Regions from separate parts of the Danio rerio genome. Here region 1 is linked to region 2. The links are chromatin contacts, called in public Hi-C maps. All regions are on one chromosome and are shown on one strand. Each heading gives the region's core, a stretch centred on a gene start, on an enhancer-like site or on the middle of the called end of the contact. The rest is flanking DNA. Distances are from core to core; before and after follow the strand shown. Region 1 overlaps itm2ba (integral membrane protein 2Ba). Region 2 holds the start of abi2b (abl-interactor 2b).

The links. A called contact is a pair of places that touch in the nucleus more often than the background predicts.
Region 1: a Hi-C map of an unstated tissue shows a contact between it and region 2, with 1.7 times the contacts expected there. The contact joins the enhancer-like site here to the promoter of abi2b in region 2. A contact is called at or near these places in 3 of 18 Hi-C or Micro-C datasets (caudal fin, hematopoietic stem cells and an unstated tissue).

The regions. Positions count from the first base shown.
Region 1 is chr6:10,972,838-10,977,187 of GRCz12tu, reverse strand. It overlaps itm2ba (integral membrane protein 2Ba), which reads left to right. Exons shown (of 6, transcript NM_199646.1): 6 at 1,363-2,402. The coding sequence ends at 1,451. Among named protein-coding and RNA genes, the nearest start is that of itm2ba, 12 kb to the left of the region's middle. Within about 2 kb of position 1,522, at least 15 of the 62 cell types and tissues checked have an H3K27ac peak or open chromatin away from gene starts, as enhancers often do. A contact at or near this core is called in caudal fin, where this site is marked.
Region 2 is chr6:10,931,352-10,935,583 of GRCz12tu, reverse strand. It overlaps abi2b (abl-interactor 2b), which reads right to left and starts at 2,088. Exons shown (of 9, transcript NM_001045297.1): 1 at 1,958-2,088. The coding sequence starts at 2,074. cyp20a1 (cytochrome P450, family 20, subfamily A, polypeptide 1) reads right to left here. Exons shown (of 13, transcript NM_213332.2): 13 at 3,848-4,232. The coding sequence ends at 4,095.

The DNA of each region.
Region 1 (4,350 bases), core at 273-2,772, 42 kb before region 2:
AACTGAAAGTAAAACATTAGTTTGCTGGTTTGCATTTTTTTACTAGTAAGTTTTGGACTTTTTATGATTTTTTGGGGGTTGTTTTGGGTATAATGGAACATCTTTTTATGCATTTAAAAAAAAAAATTAATTTAGTTTTGGCAAATATATGATATACTTTTATATAAATTTATTAATTGTCCTAGTGAGCTTTAGATTTTCTATGAATTTTGTTGGGTTGTTTTTATAACTTTTTGTTGTTGTTTTGAACTTACAAGTGAGTTTTGAACAATATATGAATCAGTGTTTCCTCTAGGATTTTTTCCAGCTGTGGCGGCAGGCCTTTTTTTTACTCTGATCTACCAACTACCTGTGGCGTTATTTTAATGACAAATGTTGTGAGCGCAGTATTAGAAGGCGAGATCGCATTTATGTAATAGCCTACCCTACAGCACGCGGATCTCTTTGCTTGCGCGCCGATTTCCTCTGCTCGTGCACAAAACACGCCCCCTCAAATATAAGCCTCTTCCAAGAGCGTGCAGATCTTCTTGTGCGCTCTCAAATAAACGCTGCCGATTTAGTGCGTTTATGTAACGAGTATGTCTCCAACATTTATTAGATTTCATAGGAATATTTATGAATGTCTCTAATAGGCCTACAGGGCGATATTAATGTGTCCTGAAGTAAAGTGAACCTGTCAGTCAATCAATCTGTCAGCAAGTAACCTTAACGGGGTAAACAAATAATGCACAGCACTACTACGGTTACAGAGAAGTTTGCGCTGTTATAATTCAATCATCTTTTAATACGTTTTGGTGCGATTATTACCCGCTATTAAAAAAATTAAATGTTTTGAATGAGAAGCTAAAATGTAGCCGTGGCGGGATGAATTTTGTCGTGGCGCCCCGCCATGAACGAATGAATGTAGCAGAAACCATGCGAATCATTTTTGTCAACTTTTGACCCTTTTGTAATTTTTCCATGTGATTTTTGCCTGTTTATGAATTTTCTAGTGACAAATATAATGTCTGATTTTTCAACTCTCGTGATTACGTTAAGCATGTCAAGAGTCCACAAGCTCGATTCACATCATTCGCGCCGCCTCATTCACGCGAATAGCGCCGTAGGATGACGCTTAACGCTTTATCCGCGTCTGGTGTGAACGTACCATTGCAGTTAGTTAGTTTTTTTTTATTTAAAATTGTGTATATTTTCTGGAGCTTCATATCAGTATGTTAGTATAATTACTATTTATAATACAAAACTATTATATTTTTATACAAAAAAAAATCTTAATTTTTTTTAAATAATCATTTTGTTTGTTTTTCGTTTGTTTGTTTTTACATACATTCACCTTACAATATTACTCTTGTTTTTTTGCAGGCATCCAGAAGAGAGAGGCTCTGAACTGCCACAAGATCCTCCACTTTGAGAACAAGTTTGTGGTGGAGACTCTGATCTGTGAGCAGTAGAGCAGTGGACAGCGCCGGCTTAACCACTGACAAATTCCACTCTGACCCTTCCTGTCCTTCTATTAAACCTCTTCCTGTTTCCCCCGTTTGTGTGTGTGTGTGAGAGTGTATGTGTGTGCGTGAGCTCTGAGTTTCTCTGTATAGCAACAATCAAAACGACAGAGAGAGAGAGAGAGAATGTGACTGAACGCCAAGAGCAATATTCTGTGTAGAGATATCTGTGTAGGCAAACATTTGGACCAGTTTCTCTCTCTTAGTAAATGTTTTTTTTTTTTTTCGTGTGTGTGTGTGTGTCTGGGTTTCTGTTTCGCGGGGAGTTTAAAGTCTCCAACAGGGTGTGTGGTATATCGAGCGTAAATAGCATATTAAAGGAAAGGACGAAAAAAAGAGCAATGAAATCTATAAAAGATGCACTAAATGTTTAGTGTGCGTTTAAAAACTGTGAACCGTCACAGATACCAGATTATATACTGGGGAAATATATTTGATGAGAGATTTGTGATATACGGCCAATGTAAGAATAAACATATAATGGATTTTTGTACTAGTCACACTTTAAGCCTAGCTTGTTGTTTCAAAAGCCAGATTTCGCTCTGCTGTAAGTTAATACACTGCTACATCACGTCCTATAGTAGAGAAATAAGCGATCTAGAGGACGCAAAACTTCTGTTTGGCTTCTTTTTTTTTTTTTTTTTTTTTTTTAATCTTAGCACAATATCCAGAAGAAGTAAAGCATACGTCAAAATACAGACTAATCAAATGTGTAACTTTTATGTCATTTAGGGACTGCCGAGGCATTGGGTGTAAACTGATGGACGAATTCTGTAAAGGTTGTTGAAATTTACTAAAAAATACCAGTTCAACATGAGGTGGGATGATTTATACTTTGCACATAACCCAAAAGGTTTTAATGTTAAACATATTGCTACTAATAAAAAAATTGACCACTCATTTTGCTTGTTGCTGTTTTTTTCTGCAGAAGAAGTACTCAAGGTTTTTGTGTAAACTCAAAAGGGGGAAGAGAAATGAAAGTTTTCATATTCTAAAAATTTAATTTTTTGGTCAAATGAATATAGAAAAGGTGTTGATAAAACAGATTAGACTAAAGATTAACTATTTATTAAAAGGTCACCTATTTTACCCCTTTTACAAGATGTAGGTTAAGACTTTCTACAGTTTCTCCAGAATGCGTCTTAACGTTTCAGCTCAAAATACAATTCAGATCATTTATTGTAGCCTCCAGAGTCTGTTTATATTGGGATTTTACTCTCTTTATTACAAACATGCTCCATGTAAAAAACTTTTTAAAATTAATAAACATTTAAAAAAGTTGTAACATTTTAATCCCAGTTTATTTGCAAAAACAAGAATGTTCTGTGGACGAGAGTATACATGGTATTATAGAAACATGGCGCCTGTCGATCAATTCAGTGGGCGGAGGGCCTCAAAATCACTGGGATTTGGGGTCTATTTCAACATGATTTTTTTTTTTTTTTTAAAGACTTATTGTGTTTATATTAACTCAATATGACAGTGGACACACTATACCTGCACACAGTTCTGTCCAAACAGCTTACAAAAGATGACTTTCATTATAGGCGACTTTTACAGTTTTTCCCAATTGTTTACACACAATTACTTGTACTTCAGACACAATGACTACAACATGTAACATGATGCACCAACCCCCTGAAACAATTCTGCCAAACTGCAAGCTGCTTTACACTCAAATTCCAGACTTAAAACACACTTTGTTCAAAACACTACACACAATTCTCCACATTTGGCACAATTTTCATGCAGAAAATCTCGTTTTCACAAGGAACACAGTCAATCAAAATTGTAAACTCAGTTGCCCTACTTTGCATACGAACTCATCACATAGGTAAACGCCTGTCACACATGATTGCATGATTTTTTTTTCTGCCTGGGGATGGAAACTGAGCTAAATCCACTTTTTAATTTTTTATTACTGTAACTATTCAGTCAATACTTCTGTTGATGGTATATGTAGACCATGTTATGTGAAACTTTGTGTTGGTTGAAATGAACTGTGTAAACTGTTTTTGTGGGGGAAAATACAGTAAAATATATTTGGTACCGTGAATTGGTGTGTTTTGGCATAAAAACAATATTCTGAAGTATTTTACAATGCACTTATGTAGGCCTTAGTGGACTGTCTGTAATGTGCAACACTGAAAAAAATAGGCTTACAGTAAGTCATTCTGATAAATGGAGAAGAAATGGTCATCGTGTTTCAGCTAAAGCACATCAGTGATCAACTGGTTCTTATAAATGTCTATTCATGTGATGGTTTGTGTGTGTCATTTGAAAACAAAATACCATTTTGAAAAGAAATTACATTGTTTTGAACGTAGAGTTTCATTTTGCAGAAGAATTGAAGGGTTTTGCCCAGTGTGTGTGTGTGTGTGTGTTTTGTGTGTAGAGTTCTGACAATATGAGACATGCTGTCAGAAAATGTGTGTAAACAACTGGGAAAAACTGTAACTATTGGGGGGCGGTATTGGTTTTCCACATAAAAATATTATTCAGTAAAAATAAGATAATGAATATAAAAAATTTTTTAGTGACTGACTAGCAAAAAAATAGAGGTTTTGGAATGGGATTTTGATTTGTTTCCTAATTTATATTAATTGGTTTATTTAAAATGTAGTTTTTGTAAGCCATTACTTTTATTTAAGGGAAACCTAAAACATTTTATATATTTCCTCGAACACATCTTTTCCTCAACTTTCAAGATTGCGAAAGAAGAACAAAACAAGTAAAAATGGATCTCACTCACAAACTAAATGACTACAACTTTAAAGTTAAAATGTAAATAAAATCTATTTAAAAAATACTAATCAAAATTTTAATAATAAATAAAATACTTAATTTA
Region 2 (4,232 bases), core at 839-3,338:
AGTTTTTTGTCCTAAAAAACAAACAAAAAAAAAAACTTAAATGAAAAAAAAAAAAATCGTACACATACCTTACACTATATATATATATAAAACAAAACGTCATTTTATGGTTTCTTCCTGACAGCTGGGGTACCAGAAAAAAAAAGCGTAAAATAACGGCCGTTAAATTATAAAAATTTCATTAAATTAAAATTTCTAGTAAATTTTTGTAATTCAACCTGTTATTTTACAGTAAATTTCTGTAATTTAACAGCGGTTATTTTACTTTTTTTTCCCGCACCCCAGCTGCTTGAAATAAACTTTAAAATTACAGATTTTTTTTACAGTATAGGAACGGTATTACAGAAAAGTTTTGCCGGTTTTAAAACCGTGGCATTTCAAAATTGCAGTATCCCTTAAAAACGGTTATCGTCTCATGCCTAATATACAATAGTTCTTAGAACTACAGTTTAACTAACGTAGACTAACCATGTTAAGTACACTTTTCGCCATTCAGCAAACTCAAACGACCACTCCTCCATCATTGAAAGCCAGATCATTCTCTGAGTGAATAGCTACTGCCCAATCCAAATTTTGATTGATGTCTTTTGGACCAGTAGTTTTTGAGAAAAGACTGCCTATGCATGTGTACAGAAGATGAGGTATTAATGATGCTCCATTTAGATTAAAATAGTGTTCCGTACAGGGCGCATAACTTCATTTCACCGGCAAAAATGGACATTGTTTTAAGTCTTATTAAAAACCAACGTCAGAATATACTATTATTGTTTAACTTGAAATTAATGTTAAATTTAAAAACTTTTTTTATAAATTATATAATTTTCTCTGAAACACATGGTAGGTGGGAAATAAAAATTACACAGATTTATAGCTTGTTGATGACCCGTAAGTATTTATTCAGAGACTGGCGTTAAAAGGTCTTTAATTATTTAATTTGTCTATCACAGTTATTTAATTTGTCTATCACAGCATGACTATATAGACCAGTGGTCACCAAACTTGTTCCTGGAGGGCCGGTGTCCAGCAGATTTTAGCTACAACCCTAATCAAACACACTTGAACAAGCTAATCAAGGTCTTACTAACTAGGTATACTTGAATCATCCAGGCAGGTGTGGGTGTGTTGAGGCAAGTTGGAGCTAAACCCTGCAGGGACACAGGTCCTCCAGGACCGAGATTGGTGACCCCTTATATAAACCAACATATATTACAAACTAGTTATTGTAACAATGCAGCCGAAACTGTATGCATGTATAAAAAGATATCGGAGTAGAAGTAAACTGCATCGATTAATCGCGATAGTAACGTAACCTTACCAAAAAATATCCTCCTAACATAACATCATCCACACATCTCTATCGACCATGTACAACCCTAAACAACACTCTATTAATAAAAAGGGGGTAAAACCACAAATTTAAGAAACATTTGAAATAAAAACAGCACATTTATTAAGTTAAAAACACTGCACATAAGCTTTCAGCATTTAGCAGCGAAGCTAACTTCAAAAACACATAAATGTTTTCATAGAGATTTACTCATAAATATACCGCTTTAAATAATATAACTGTTAACCATTAATAATCACAAAAGTGCAGTAGGGGTTCGTTTGTATTAAACGTAAGTTAAAGGTAAAATAAATAAACCGTTTTTGTGTGATACATTTGAGGTTTACACATTGGTTTCGCTTCGATTAGCGCGTTAGCTTATTAGCTCAGCGTTTGAGGCCCCATTTCTGTACAAAAACAGTGAACATGGCTCTCAAACGCCCAAAAAATGTGTTAGATGATGCTTTCGAACATTATAAACCATAATGATTTAAATGCGGCAACGACATGTGTTGAATTTAGTCCATTTCGTTTTACCGTAACTCGAAAACACAAGCTGTCGGATCATTCATCTCTCTTGTCATTTTTTGCGCGTATCTCGAATATTTGTACGGCGTTTAATGTTGTCACCTGTATGTAGTTGCTCTCGCAGTACTCGGCGACTCTCTCTAGGTTGGCGTAGCTGTCCAGCAAAGCTCCTCGACCAGCAGGAATCTCCTCTTCCAGCAGCATCTGCAGCTCCGCCATCTTCACATTTTACTGATGCATGCAGGAGGAAAACACCACCATCACACTCCCTCTCCCTCACTGATGCATGCAGGAGGAAAACACCACCACACTAACCCTCTCTCTCTCTCTCTCTCTCTTTTACACACACTCAAAAATATTTCCTCCTCCCCTATACGTTTCGTTCTATTCCTCTCACTGTCCCCCCTGTGTCATTTTGTGGATAGTTATGATGCTCCAACATGAAAATGGTTTAGGCCAAATCATCTGGCCACAATATTTACAGATAAATGAGCAGATAGATTGATAAATAGATGGACAAAATGACTTACAGACATATAAATGGACAGACAAACACAATAGATATATAGAAAAATCCACTGAAATGGACCATTAGATGGATGGATAACATTAGGCAAGATAAATAGACAGGAAGATAGATAGATAGATAGATAGATAGATAGATAGATAGATAGATAGATAGATAGATAGATAGATAGATAGATAGATAGATAGAATTAGGAAAGATAGACAAATAGATAAATGAGTGGATGGATAGAATTAGGCAAAATAAATAGGACACATGGATGGATGGATGGAATTAGGAAAGATAAATGATGGATGGATGGATGGATGAAAAGAATTAGGCAAGATAAATAGGACAAATGGATGATGGATAGGTGGATAGAATTAAGAAGAATAAATAAATGGACAAATGGTTAAACAGATGGATAAATGGAATTAGGCAAGATTGATAGACGGACAAATGGATAAACTAATAGATGGATAGATGGATGGATGGATGGATGGATGGATGGAATTAGGCAAAATAAATAGATGACAAATAGATAAACGGATAAACAAACACACAGACAAATAGATGAGAGAGAGATAGATAGATAGATAGATAGATAGATAGATAGATAGATAGATAGATAGATAGATAGATAGATAGATAGATAGATAGATAGATAGATAGATAGATAGATAGGCAAGATAAATAGGACAAATGGATGGATGGAATTAGGCAAGATAAATAGATGGATGGATGGATGGACAGATAGAAAGAATTAGGCAAGATAAATAGGACAAATGGATGGACGGATGGATGGAATTAGGCTAGATTAGGATAGATGGATAGATAGAAAGAAAGAATTAGGCAAAATAAATAGGACATAGATGGATAAATGGATAGAATTAGGATGAATAAATAGATGGACAAATAGTTAAATAGACGGATGGATGGAATTAGGCAAGATTGATAGACGGACAAATAAACTGATTTATAGAATTAGGCAGATAGATAGATAATTAGATAGATAGATAGATAGATAGATAGATAGATAGATAGATAGATAGATAGATAGATAGATAGATAGATAGATAGATAGATAGAGACTAAATTAGGCAAAATTAATAGATGGACAAATGGATAAACGAATAGATGGATGCTTGATGGATGGATAGAATTAGGCAAAATAAAAAGGACAAATAGATGGAAGGATGATGGCTAGAAAGAATTAGGCAAGATAAATAGATGAAAAATAGATAGACAGACAGACAGACAGACAGACAGACAGACAGACAGACAGACAGACAGACAGATAGATAGATAGATAGATAGATAGATAGATAGATAGATAGATAGATAGATAGATAGATAGATAGATAGATAGATAGATAGATAGATAGATGGTTGGACATAGACTGACTAATCCATCGAGAGAGGATGAATGAATAGATGGATAGATAGACAAATATAAGTAATAGCTAGACTGATAGACAGGCATAAACTGACAGAAGCACACTTCTTTTTTTATTAGTATAGAAAATTGCAGTTAAACACTGATCATTTCTGGAATGTTGTTGTCCAAAGCACTTCAAAAGAATGAAGCTCTAAAAACTGTGGCGAATAGTGTTAATAACCTGGACATTGCTTTGATCTTATAAATTGCTCAACCACACTGCATGTAAACCATGTGATCATTCATGTGTAATTCCCATCCTCCAGAGGGCGCTGTTTCATGGATGTTGGAGTGGTTCAGTTTCTCTTGCTGACCGTGATCCAGGTGTCATCTTTGGGTGTGGTCACCAGCTCATACCGGGCCTCAACCACCTGCCCGTCCACCCTGTGCATTCTCAACCTGCGCACCAGTGTGCTGAGCAGCACTGTGGCCAC